Regions from separate parts of the Sus scrofa genome. Here regions 1, 3 and 4 are each linked to region 2. The links are chromatin contacts, called in public Hi-C maps. All regions are on one chromosome and are shown on one strand. The core of a region is the stretch at or near the end of the contact, and the rest is flanking DNA. Distances in the headings are between cores, read along the strand shown.

The links. A called contact is a pair of places that touch in the nucleus more often than the background predicts.
Region 1: a contact with region 2 is called in a Hi-C map of liver, with 6 times the contacts expected there. The contact joins the promoter of IWS1 here to the promoter of SFT2D3 in region 2. A contact is called at or near these places in 3 of 5 promoter capture datasets (fetal liver and liver), 24 of 47 Hi-C or Micro-C datasets (adipocytes, adipose tissue, alveolar macrophages and 14 more) and 2 of 2 datasets of contacts at active chromatin or transcription factors (alveolar macrophages and skeletal muscle).
Region 3: a contact with region 2 is called in a Hi-C map of liver, with 4 times the contacts expected there. The contact joins the promoter of POLR2D here to the promoter of SFT2D3 in region 2. A contact is called at or near these places in 2 of 5 promoter capture datasets (fetal liver and liver) and 5 of 47 Hi-C or Micro-C datasets (heart right ventricle, liver and skeletal muscle).
Region 4: a contact with region 2 is called in a Hi-C map of skeletal muscle, with 5 times the contacts expected there. The contact joins the promoter of AMMECR1L here to the promoter of SFT2D3 in region 2. A contact is called at or near these places in 1 of 5 promoter capture datasets (liver), 4 of 47 Hi-C or Micro-C datasets (heart right ventricle, liver and skeletal muscle) and 1 of 2 datasets of contacts at active chromatin or transcription factors (alveolar macrophages).

The regions. Positions count from the first base shown.
Region 1 is chr15:59,821,370-59,824,136 of Sscrofa11.1, forward strand. It overlaps IWS1 (protein IWS1 homolog), which reads left to right and starts at 1,420. Exons shown (of 14, transcript XM_021076423.1): 1 at 1,420-1,743. The coding sequence starts at 1,710.
Region 2 is chr15:59,642,130-59,644,927 of Sscrofa11.1, forward strand. SFT2D3 (vesicle transport protein SFT2C) reads right to left here and starts at 1,287. Exons shown (of 1, transcript XM_005671832.3): 1 at 1-1,287. The coding sequence starts at 831. The coding sequence ends at 172.
Region 3 is chr15:59,478,253-59,481,437 of Sscrofa11.1, forward strand. It overlaps POLR2D (DNA-directed RNA polymerase II subunit RPB4), which reads left to right and starts at 1,379. Exons shown (of 4, transcript XM_021076493.1): 1 at 1,379-1,522. The coding sequence starts at 1,450.
Region 4 is chr15:59,451,767-59,454,532 of Sscrofa11.1, forward strand. It overlaps AMMECR1L (AMMECR1-like protein), which reads left to right and starts at 1,304. Exons shown (of 9, transcript XR_002339479.1): 1 at 1,304-2,238.

The sequences.
Region 1 (2,767 bases), core at 170-2,669, 180 kb after region 2:
TCTTTCTTTCTTCTCTTTCCATGTTCTTTTCTGGAGCCTAGCATTGGGTTCTGCCAGCATATTCTGACCGGCTAACAAAGTATTCCAGGGTTATCAAAGCTGAGATGTAGCTTGACTAATGGCATTCTGAGAATTCATAGCATAGCCAGCACCAGAGAATTCACATATCTCAACTCCACCGTATGAGGTGGACCTTTCAGGGCACCACCTGAGACCTTATAATAGGCTAGGCATGCCCAGAAACCCAGTCCAAGATATATGCTTTGTCAACTAACAAAAGGCCCTATTTCTGCAAGGCTATACCTCCTAGGAAATAAATATTTGCTTATACTTCCCCTGGCCCTCCTCCAATTAAAAGGCAATAACGTCGTCCTCTTTAAGACAAAAACAATCAAGCAAGGAAATAGACTTCATTCCGAGTATTGCAAATGAAGAGCACTCCAGATATGAAGATCAGTTTGTCTACGCAGGATAGTTTTATGCTTTCATAGGGAGGAAGGTAGAAAAAATTATGGATTGACTTGCAGTCAGGAAATATCAGTCAAGTAAACAGAATATGCTTATCTCTGTATCTAGCTAGTTTTAGAAGAGCAAAGATGTGAACAGGAAATTGAAGGGGTCTGAACCTGCCCTTATGAGCAGGTTCAGGAAGAAGGGGAAAGGTCTTTGACCTTGTCACAGGTAAGCAAGTGGGTCTTCTGTAAGTCTTATGGAACTCATGAAAAAGAGCAGAGAGTGAGTTTTACTTAAGAGACAAGGAGAAGAATGGTACTACTCTACAGTGAGTTGAACAGGTCTGTAAGTATCTTAACCACTGCTGTTTCCCAGGAGTATACAGGGCTCAAGGAAAGCACTTACAAGGCTCAAGTAAGGTTCAAAAATGTTATTCTTCTCCAAGATTTCATCCAGGGGCCCTTCTGGATGCAAAACCCTGTACTTCCTATCATTGACCAAAAGGCTTCTTAATATGGAAATTCAGTCGTTTTTTTAGAAAGGAAGAAAAATGCCTTGAAAAGAGACTCTTTTGATCATGCCACTTAGTAAAGCATCATAGCGCGTTAGGCTTGGAACCACAAGTCCCAGAGAGCAATGCGACACTGCTTCCCCGTACTAAAGGCGGGAATCAAGAGCCTCGCTGCATGACGGGAACGATAGTTAATTACCGTAGCATGGAAATTTTAATTTTAGCGGGTCTTCATTTTTCGGAAGATCCTCAAACAAGGCGCAGACGGAGAGCCAATAAGGTAATATTATCATCTCCATGGGAACCAGAGATAGGTTCCTCCAAAGGGAGGTTTTAAACTGCAGTTTCGACTCCCGCTCTATTTTCCCACTAGTCTCCTTTCCGGCCGTGCCGTGCGTTATTACCGTCGCGTCTTCTCATTGGCCGGGTGACAGATGACGGCGCTTGCGCACTGCATTCTTTTGAGGGTCGTGGGCAGACGCCATTTTGGCCCTAGAGGTGCTTCTGGGAAGTAGAGCGCTGACCCACACGCTTTGCCCGCCCGCCGGGTTGGGCCTCTGCTGCTGGGATTTCTAGATCAAAGGGTTCTACCGCTGCCTGTTGCCTTATTCTCCGCACTCTCCAAACCCTTTGGTCGGGCGGGAGCCTCTGAGCACCGGGCCGCGCCATCGGTGGTCACAGCGCCGGGAAGGAGGTGACGGGGGCGGCGCGGGGCGCAGACACTCCCCGCCGAGAGCCGCCTGAAATGGACTCGGAATATTACAGCGGCGACCAGTCAGGTGGGGCAGGGACCTAGGATACAGGGCTGGGGGCGGAGTGGTTACTTGGCAGAACTTGGCCTCGCACCCGGCGGGAAAAGGGGGAGGCCCCGGAGACGTTCCTTTGCCGGACTCGGCCCGAAGAGGACCGAGGCAGAGCGGGGAGAGCCCGCCGACCGGCTGCGGGCCCCGAAGTTGGAATCTTGGAGAGAGGATTCTAGGGGGACAGCGGTCTTCTGAGTCGGCTAAAGGTGTTGAGATTGGGGAGTAACTTCTAGGTATTAGGCGCTTTCTTTGTGCAAAGTAATAGGGAAGGTCTCTCCTGATACGGGACTTTTTTTTTTTTTTTTTTTTTTCCCCCCCTTTTCAGGAGTTGAGAGTATTTTTCGAGAATCCAAGGGGTATATGAGGGTATGATATCTTACCTCCTCCAGACGTTTCACTCGGAGTTGGGACTAATTCGATCTCGCCTGCAAACTAGTTTCTCCCATTAAAGAAAATGTAGAACACTTATTTGAGTTGTATACATATTTTAGAATATGTATCTCTGGGACTTAACTGGTGATTTTGGTGCCCGTCCTTCACATTGAGAGCTTTCCTTTTTCTCCTCGCTTGAGTTTGTTCTCTTTTCTTTTCCTGTTTACTCAACGAGCTCTCTGTCCCACTCCGCTAACTCTGTGCTAGGCACTGGAGATCAAGAGACGAATAAGGCAGGATCTCGTGGGGAATAAAAACGTTTCTTTTGCTTCCCTTTGTGTCCTAGTTCCATTGAGTATTCTTTATCAAAAAGTGCTTAAATAATTTTCTGAGCGTTAACTACCTTCTTTTCTGTTTTGAGTTACCTTCAATTCCTTATATGACGGCGAGTAGTAATGACAATATACTGCTTTAAACGTTTTTTCCTATGTTTTCAAATTAGTTGTCACTTCATTTGTGTTTTTAAATTATTTTTAAACAAGTACTTCATATAAAGTGCTGAAAGACATGAAAAGTTAGTTCCTTGAATGTTCATTTTTTAAGCTGTTTTTTGTTTTATTCCTGTATT
Region 2 (2,798 bases), core at 37-2,536:
GTTTACAGATTCTCTGGCAAGGAGCATTTGCTCCGCGCGGTCTGGGAACCGGAGGTTGCAGTCCTCGGCTCGGCAGGCGCTGGGCCCCGGTGGCTGGCTTGGCGTGATCTCCCGACAGCGAGTCCCGGAGCAGACGATGCGTCCTTTCCGATGGCGCGGGCCCTAGGCCTCTCACACAGGTAGCGCCTTGGCGAGGGCGGCGCCCGGGCCCAGGCGCCCAAGAGTGAGGCGCAGCGCCGTGCCTGTGCCCCGGGGCAGCAGTCCGCAGAGCCCAGCCAGCAGCGCGGCCACCTGCGCGCAGGCGCCCAGCCCCGTGAGCAACGTACTGCGCAGACCCAGTGCCGCGTACAGCGTAGTTCCCAGCGCGGCCACGTAGAGCAGCGCCGGCCGCGACGGCACCTCCTCGCCGCGCAGCAAACGTTCGCAAGCAGCGCCGCCCCGCAGGATCATGCCGCCCGCTAGGGCCAGCACCGAGCCCAGGGACCAGAGCAGCGCGAACTTGCGGGCGCGCAGCAGCAACACGGGCGCGTAGAGTGCAGCAAGGCCGAAGCAGAGCGCGGCCATTAGCAGGCACACCCCGCTCGCCACCAGCCGCTGAGTGCGCGTCAGGCTTGGCAAGCACGTCGGTCCTGCTGCCGCCGCCGCCGGCTCCGCAGGGCTCTGCGCCCAAGTCCAACGCAGGCCTGCGCGGCCCAACCACGCCCCCGTCGCTCCGGCCCCCGCCTCGGGCTCCTCCTTCTCTTCCGTGGCTAGCAGTGGCTCAGCAGCCGCCTGCCCACCCGCTTTCCCCTGCGCCAGATACTCTTGTAGTTGGCGGTGGAGGTCCGCCATCTTGGACAGCGGCTCCTGGGAGGGGTGGACTGCCGCCCGCTTCCGGTTCTATTCAGTTGCTGTTGGAAACGGTTCGGCCCTCCAGCGGCTGTTGGTCGGCCATGACGGAAGGGGCGGAGCCTGAGGATCTACTGTCTTAGCAGACTACTGTGAAGCTAGTTCTGGAGGTTCCACTTGTGCCGGCACTCGGCAGTCTTTGGTACGGTGTAGGCGCCCTTAAGTCCTGGATAAATCGTGGAAGCATTAAAAGTTGGGGGGGGGGGTGAGTCTGTGCGGCTATGAAAGAACTTGAGGGATACTTAATGTATCTTGACCTAATGGATATCTGTATCCTGTTGAGATGTGCAGTAGTTTTTCCAAGATGTTGCCTTTGGGGGAAATGGGGAGGCTACTCCAGACTTACGTGTTTCTTATAATTACGCTAACCTCTATCTTAATAAATTTAACTTTTTAAAAACCTCACTGCAGGACTTTAGGTAATTTCTTTGGAAAAGCTACAGAGTTGAAGAGTTAACTGGCCACCCCCACCAATTTGCTTTTCTCGCATTTTAGCAGAGGCTTGGCAATATTTTTGAGTCTTTCAAGCGGCATGTCATGTATTTCTTGTCCACCGTTCTGTGTTCCTGACATTTCTGGGTCCCAGTTTCCTGACATGTCAGGTCATTCTGATCTTGCTCTCATCTGGTCTGAGATGGCTGCCTCTAAAGCCAATGGTAAGGGAAACTCAGTCTACAGAGTCTGGCTGTACTAGCGCCTTACCACCTGGTACTGGCTTCCCCTGGGTGACCCCAGCCGATAACAACACTCCTTTGTGCAATATGAAGAGGTAGGTATTAATGGCTTTCTGCTGTTGTTATCTCTGGATTTTCAGTCTGTTATCTGTATAACCAATTTTCCCCATTAAATTCCCATAACATTGTCTGTTTTCCTGAACCAAAACCTGGTCCACTTGTCCAATGAGCAAAGCCACTCTGACACTGTGTTGTGGTGGAGGAAAGAGCAGTGTGTTTTGCAGGGCACCAAGCACTGTGTCTCAGATGACCTGACCCAAGAGGCTTTGCTTTTTCTTTGCTTTTGCTCTTTTCTTTTCTTTCTTGCAGGAACAGTACAAATCAGGAGTTCTTGTCATGGCTCAGCGGAAATGAATCCAACTGTATCCGTGAGGATGCAGGTTCAGTTCCTGACCTTGCCCAGTGGGTTGGTTGCTGTGAGCTGTGGTGTAGGACGAAGATGCAGCTCGGATCCTGTGGTGCTGTTGCAGGCCGGAATCTGTAGCTCTGAATAGACACGTAGCCTGGGATCTTGGATATGCGGAGGGTACAGCCCTAAAGAGCAAAAGCAAGAAAAAAAAAAAAGAAACAGTACAATTCAGTTTCATTTTTTTTTTCTTTTTTCCTAGGGCTGCACCTGCAGCACATGGAAGTTTCCAGGCTAGGGGTCGAGTTGGAGCTGCAGCTGTCAGCCTATGAACCCGCATCCTCATGGGTACTAGTTGGGTTCTTAACCCTCTGAGCCACAATGGGAACTCCCCGTATAGGCTTTTAGGGAAGGATTTTTAAAGGTAGTGTGAGGGGAGGGTTACTGGCTGCATGATTGTGCTCATGCACATTTCTCTGAATGGTTGTTGGTGAGGTAACAGGGTGATGTTTTAGGAATCTCAGTCATCAGCCTTCTGATTCCAACCAGTCTGGGGTCTACATGCTGGTAGTGAACATGCAGTTAACTTTTTCCAGCTGATGGAGGTTTTATTACCCACAAAACCACTCAAAGATATGGCTCAGGGTATTGTGTATAGCCCTTGAGGAGGAACTAATGGTCCTTGACTTTGTTTTATGGATAAATTATTATTATTTTGTCTTGCTTGACTGCTTTCCTTTGTTCTTTCATTTTCTCACTTCTATGATAAAATTTGCCCTTTAAAACTCAAGGAAAACCTAGAAGGCTAAAGCTTTTCTACAAACCAGAGG
Region 3 (3,185 bases), core at 129-2,628, 160 kb before region 2:
GTGTGCAGAAGATCCAGCTAGCCTTGGGGCCAGCACATGATGAGGTCCGGTAAGCAGTAGGTACTCTGTAAAGTCCTGCTGGGTGGCTAAATGGGAGAAAGAGGCCTACACTGAGCTTCAGAACTACCTCCCATACCCAGCAGCTACCTGTCCCCAGCCTCTTCATCAGAACATCAATCCACAGCTCTGTTGGATTGTGTAGGAAAGCACTTTGAAGCAGTAAAAAGCTCTGCCAATACTATATAAACTACCATTGATTTACCCAATACATCTCTTTTGGAAATACAGATAGAAGGCAAATTAGGAGTTCCCGTCGTGGCGCAGTGGTTAACGAATCCAACTAGGAACCATGAGGTTTCGGGTTCGATCCCTGGCCTTGCTCAGTGGGTTAACGATCCGGCATTGCCGTGAGCTGTGGTGTAGGTTGCAGAGGCGGCTTGGATCCCACGTTGCTGTGGCTCTGGCGTAGGCTGGTGGCTATAGCTCCGATTAGACCCCTTGCCTGGGAACCTCCATATGCCGCAGGAGCGGCCCAAGAAATGGCAAAAAGACAAAATAATAATAATAATAATAAATAAATAAAAATTAAATTTAAAAAAAGGCAAATTAATTTTGTAAAAATTAGTCTTGTCTGGTAATGCCTTTTTTTGTTAGCAGAGTTTACATGATACTTAAGCACTGTTCATTGCTGAGCCAAGTAGTGCACTATGATTATTCCTTTCACTGTACAACCATCTGTTTTCTCTCACATTGGAAACAAAATCATTTTTCATTTGCTTAGTTTTCTAAGTATCACCCAAATATTCCATCAGGCCTCTCGATATCACTATCCACGTGCTCAGAAGTATTAGAAAAATCCACTACAAATAAAAAATTTTAAATGCTTAAGGCTATAAAGGAAATCATACGTTTTCAGTCACCTACCCAGCTTCCCATCAAGGAGAGTTCCTCTCGTTCCAGCTGCTCGGAACCGCGCGTTCCTGCATCTCATCTAATCCTTCCCTCTGCCCTGGGAGGCAGGTATTCTCATCCACACCCCACAGGTGAGTTAACTGAGCCTCAGAGAGGTATAGCGACCGGTCGCCACGCCGCGCGGCGAAGGGCGTACGGGGGAAGAGGCGAGGATGGCTTCTCCCGCGAGGCCAGTGCAGGACGGCCCCTCGGCGATGAGTGAGCCCCGCAATCCCGGTCTCGGGCTCCTTTCCACTTCCTTGGGAGCAGCCTAAGGTCGCTTCACTCCTCTCTGCCGCCTCCCAGCTTCGCCCGCCCCATCCAGGTCCCGCCCAGCCCAGAGGTTCCGCCCAGCCCAGAGGGTCCGCCCACATGTGGGGGCCTGCTCAACCCTATTCGGACTCCGCCCTGTCTCCGAAACCACGCCCCTTCCGTGCTGTGTTTCGTGGATCGGCGCTTCCGTTTCCGGCGGTGCGAGTGGAGGTTCGTGGCAGGTCAATGGCGGCTGGTGGCAGCGATCCGCGGGCTGGTGATGTAGAGGAGGATGCCTCACAACTCATTTTTCCCAAAGGTGCGGCCTGGGGCTTCCCGACTATCCCGGTTGTCCGGTGTGGTTGGCGTAGGCCTAGCTGGGGCTGGCGGGCGCGGCGAAGGGCCGGGAGGAGGGGGATGCAGGCCAGCGGGGAGCGGTACGGTGAGAGCAGGCCAGCTTGATTGCACACCTACCGCTCTGGAGCCTTCGGCGCCCAACTCCGCACTGGCTCTGGGCGGCCTCTTACTCCTGTTTAAGTAATTCGTTTTATCTGATAAACTCTGCGAAGTTCTGGAGGGATGTGTCAAAGATAAAACCGGCACTAAAGGGGTCAGGACCGATTTTAATCAGTAATATACCATTGCAGTAGAGAAAAGAGTCAAGCGTAGACTAGTCCCAACTTGGATTTGTAGAGAGGTGACTGAACGTTTTAAAGAGAGAATGAGGGAATAGGGAGAGGTGAGCGGGGCTTACTAGGGTCAGGGAAGTGAAAAACTACGAAAAATGGGAAGAACAAAGTATAGCATTTGGAGTGAATAAGCGGTGAGATTCTGCTGTGTAGAAATGGGAACTATATCTAGTCACTTGTGATGGAGCATGGTGGAGGATAATGTGAGAAAAAATATATATGTGCATGTGTGACTGGGTCATTCTGCTGTATAGTAAAAAATTGACAGAACACTGTAAACCAACTCTAATGGAAAAAATAAAAATCATTATTAAAAGAAAAATGGGAAGAGAAGAGTTGGTCAGTTTGAAACCCATTTGGATTTGTTAACTGTCACTTAGGAAAATTAGGCTCCTGAGAGTCTGCTGTATAGCACAGGGATCTGTGTATAATCCCTTGTGATGACACATGATGGAAGATAACGTGAAAAAAAGAAGGTGTATAAATGTATAACTGGGTCACTTTGCTGTACAGCAAAAATTGACAGAACACTGTAAATCAACTATAATAATTTTTTTTTTTTTTTTTTTTTTTTTTTTTAGGGCCGCACCTGCAGCATATGGAGGTTCCCAGACTAGAGGTCTAATCGGAGCTGCAGCTGCTGGCTTATACCATGGCCATAGCAACATGAGATCCGAGCCGTGTCTGTGACCTACACCACAGCTCACAGCAATGCCAAATCCTTAACCCACTGAGCAAGGCCAGAGGTTGAACCCGCCACCTCATGGTTCCTAGTCGGATTCATTTCCACTGTGCCACGACGGGAACACCAAAAAATCAGGTTCCTACCCTCCCACTTCTGCTCTGGGCTGGGGATGGGGGCTCTATCTCCAGGAGGTGGCTGGAATAAATAGTGAATTATTTTGGCAGCCTTTAGTTTTCATAGGCAGCTATTTTATTTTATTTTACTTTATTTTGTTGATTTTTAGGGCCACATATGGAAGTTCCCAGGCTAGGGGTCAAATCCGAGCTGCAGCTGCTGGCCTGCAACACAAGATCCGAGCCTCGTCTGTGACCTACACCACACACAGCTCTCGGCAACACTGGATCCTTAACCCACTGAGCAAGGCTGAGGATCGAGCCCGATTCCTCATGGATGCTAGCTGGGTTCATTACTGCTGAGCCACAACTGGAGCTACTTATAGTATAGTTCCTGTTATAGGCAGTTACTTTAAAGGAGCTAGACTCATCCCAGGAATGCAGTTAGAAATCATGTAATCTTGAGCTGTTAGAAATCATGTTAGTGTTTTGTTC
Region 4 (2,766 bases), core at 54-2,553, 190 kb before region 2:
GGAAAGACTTTCACTATATGAAATTTATTCTGATTATTTTAAGTCAGGATATGATCCACTTATTCAGAAACCAACAAAGGAATGACCTCTGGCTTGCTGCCTCTAGCATTTCTGGCTCCAGGCCATATGATCATCTAATTTGTAGTTTTTCAGGCCTACAGAGGTTAGAAACTGGGAAAAGTGGAACTCAACAGCAGATAAGCACCTCCAGACCTTGACAGGAATTATGAAGACTGCTCTAAATGGCTTTTGTGGAAAAAAAAAAAAAAAAAACTGACCTCTTGTAGATCCCGTTGTAGCTCAGCAGTAACGAACCCGACTAGTATCCATGAGTATGAGAGTTTAATCCCTGGCCTCGCTCAGTGGGTTAAGGATCCGGCATTGCTGTGAGCTGCAGCAAAGGTCACAGATGTGCCTCAAATCTTGCGTTGTTGTTGCTGCGGCTGTGGTATAGGCCGGCAAGTGTAGCTCCCATTTGACCTCTAGCCTAGGAACTCCCATATGCCACAGGTGCGGCCCAAAAAAAGAAAGAAAAAAGTCACCTTCTTATTCTACAGCCATGTCTCTTCCTTCCACTGTTTTGCTCTGCCAGGTTCTCAGAGTTCCAGGTCCAAGGGGCACCAATCACTGTTTCCTCCCTTTTTTGCTGCCTACAGGTAATTTTGCTATAAGTCTGTAGTAGCAGATCTTACTATGCTTTAGTACATTATGCATTCTAGAGCAGAAGGTTTTTGCTGGAAAGCTTCACTGTTAGATATGATTTGCATTTTTTACTAGAGACTTTTCTTTGCTCTTGGAGGACAAACATGTTAAGGATTCCTTTCTGCGTAAACAGAATAGCAAAACACAGAACTGTCGATCTGTGGGCTTGAGTCTGTGTTCTCAACTAGACTGGCAATGCTTTAAAACAGGGCATGCCTTTGCTGCAGGGCCTAAACAGTTTGTAGTGGTTAGGGTGAGGGAGCAGGGCAGAAATGAGACTTTTAGTGCAACTCCATCTGTCACTATAATAAAAACGTTAAGTTGTCAAATTAAACACCAAATATTTGAAACGAGAATAATTTTCTATTAATTTTTTTTAATGTTTCTTGTATTGCTCTCTTTGAGGCCCTTGCCCTGCCAGTGCTGAGGTATCTGCCTAGTCGACCAAATGAATTAACCCTGCACTGTAGATAGTGGCCACTTGAGTCGTTTCTGGGCTGGGGACTGGGGTGGGGGTGGGGGTCAAGACCGAGATTTGGGCTCCTGACACCACCTAGGGTGGTCTGTCCTTTCCAGTACACGAGGAGGCTGGCACTGAGCCTGGAACTCCTTCTCAAAAGCCTGGCCGGATCCGATGGGTCTGCTGAATATAAGGCTGCTCCGAGCTACCCCTTCCTGGCTGCCTTCGAAGGCTTCGACTAGGTGGGGTGAAGCGACGCGAGCCTAACTGCTCCGGGAAAGCCGTGGGCGGCTGAGTGTTGGGCGGGAAAGGGCGGAGCGGCGAGGCTGGGCATCCCGGCTGCATCCCAAGCCGGTACCTGGGCCGCGTCACGGACAATGCCGCCGGCCCGGGCCGCACTACAATTCCCGACGCGCTCTGCGCTCGCTCGCAGAAGCCAAGGCAGCCCGGCCTGCACTGCGCCGACCGGCCTCACAGCCGGGAGCTTCGCTCCGCAGGCTCAGCGACCCGAGGGGTCCGACCCACCGGCCTCCTCCTGCCCCTCACCTCCCACCCGTCTTTATTTCAACCGCCTAGGCTTCTACCCCAAGAGTGGAAAGCAGCCTCCTAATTCAACCCGTGGAGTCGACTCCAGCCAATAATGTGCGCGAAGCTAGGCCACGTGACAGCAGCGGGGTGGTGCTCCAGAGGCTCTCCGATCTCTATGGTTTTGGCGACTAGCTAGAGGGCGTGTGGTCCACTGGAGGACTACCTACATTCTTCCTCCATTACCTCACTGCCTCCGGTGGCTGCTGGGATACCGGAAGACTCGGGTCCCGGCTCGGCTCAGTCCTCCAGCTGCCCGGGGAATACCTCTAGCAGTTCTTCCCTGCCGCCACCGCCGCCCCGCCGCTTCCTCCTCCGCCCGCCCCCGCCGGCCTTCTTCGCCCCGCCCCGTCCGCGCCGCGCGTCCGGCCCGTCTGCGGCCCGCTTCTCTCGCGAGCCCCCACCCAGGCGCATGGCTCCATGAAGCAGGAGGAGGAGGCAGAGCGCGAGAGGTCCCGTCTGCCCCGGCTGCGCCTGGGCCAGGAGAAAAGGTGGGAAAGTCGGTCCGCGCCGCGCCCTCCTCCCCCGTCCCCGCCAGGCCGTCCTCCCAGGGGCTGCCGCCGTGCGTGTCGGGCCTCCTCACCCCGAGGCGACCGGAGGGGCCGGCGAGTGGGTCCCCGGGGTTCGGGGTTCGGGTCCCGGGGCAGCATGGGGGAGGGGCTCTGGGGGCGGTGAAAGGAGGCGGCAGGGCGGGGCCTGCGGGCCGCGTGTGCGGGCGGGGAGCTAGTGGGTCGGAAGGCGTGCTGGGGAGGGGGTGAGTGGATGCCCCTGCCCCGGGCCGCGAGGCGAGGCCAGGCGAGGCTCCAGCTCCTTTCTGCACTCCCTCCAGGAAACAGTGGCGGGTCGTGTAAAGTTTGGTGGTCTCCGGCGCCGCCTGGCGGCCCTCGCCCACCGTCCCGCCGCCCCGCCGCCCCCTCCCCCGCCCGGCGTCTGGATTCCACCCCCGCGGCTCTGCCCTCTAAACCCTACCCGTCGCCTGGTCGTCCCCCTACTCCTCCCAGAGCCCCGCGCTCTCCCCT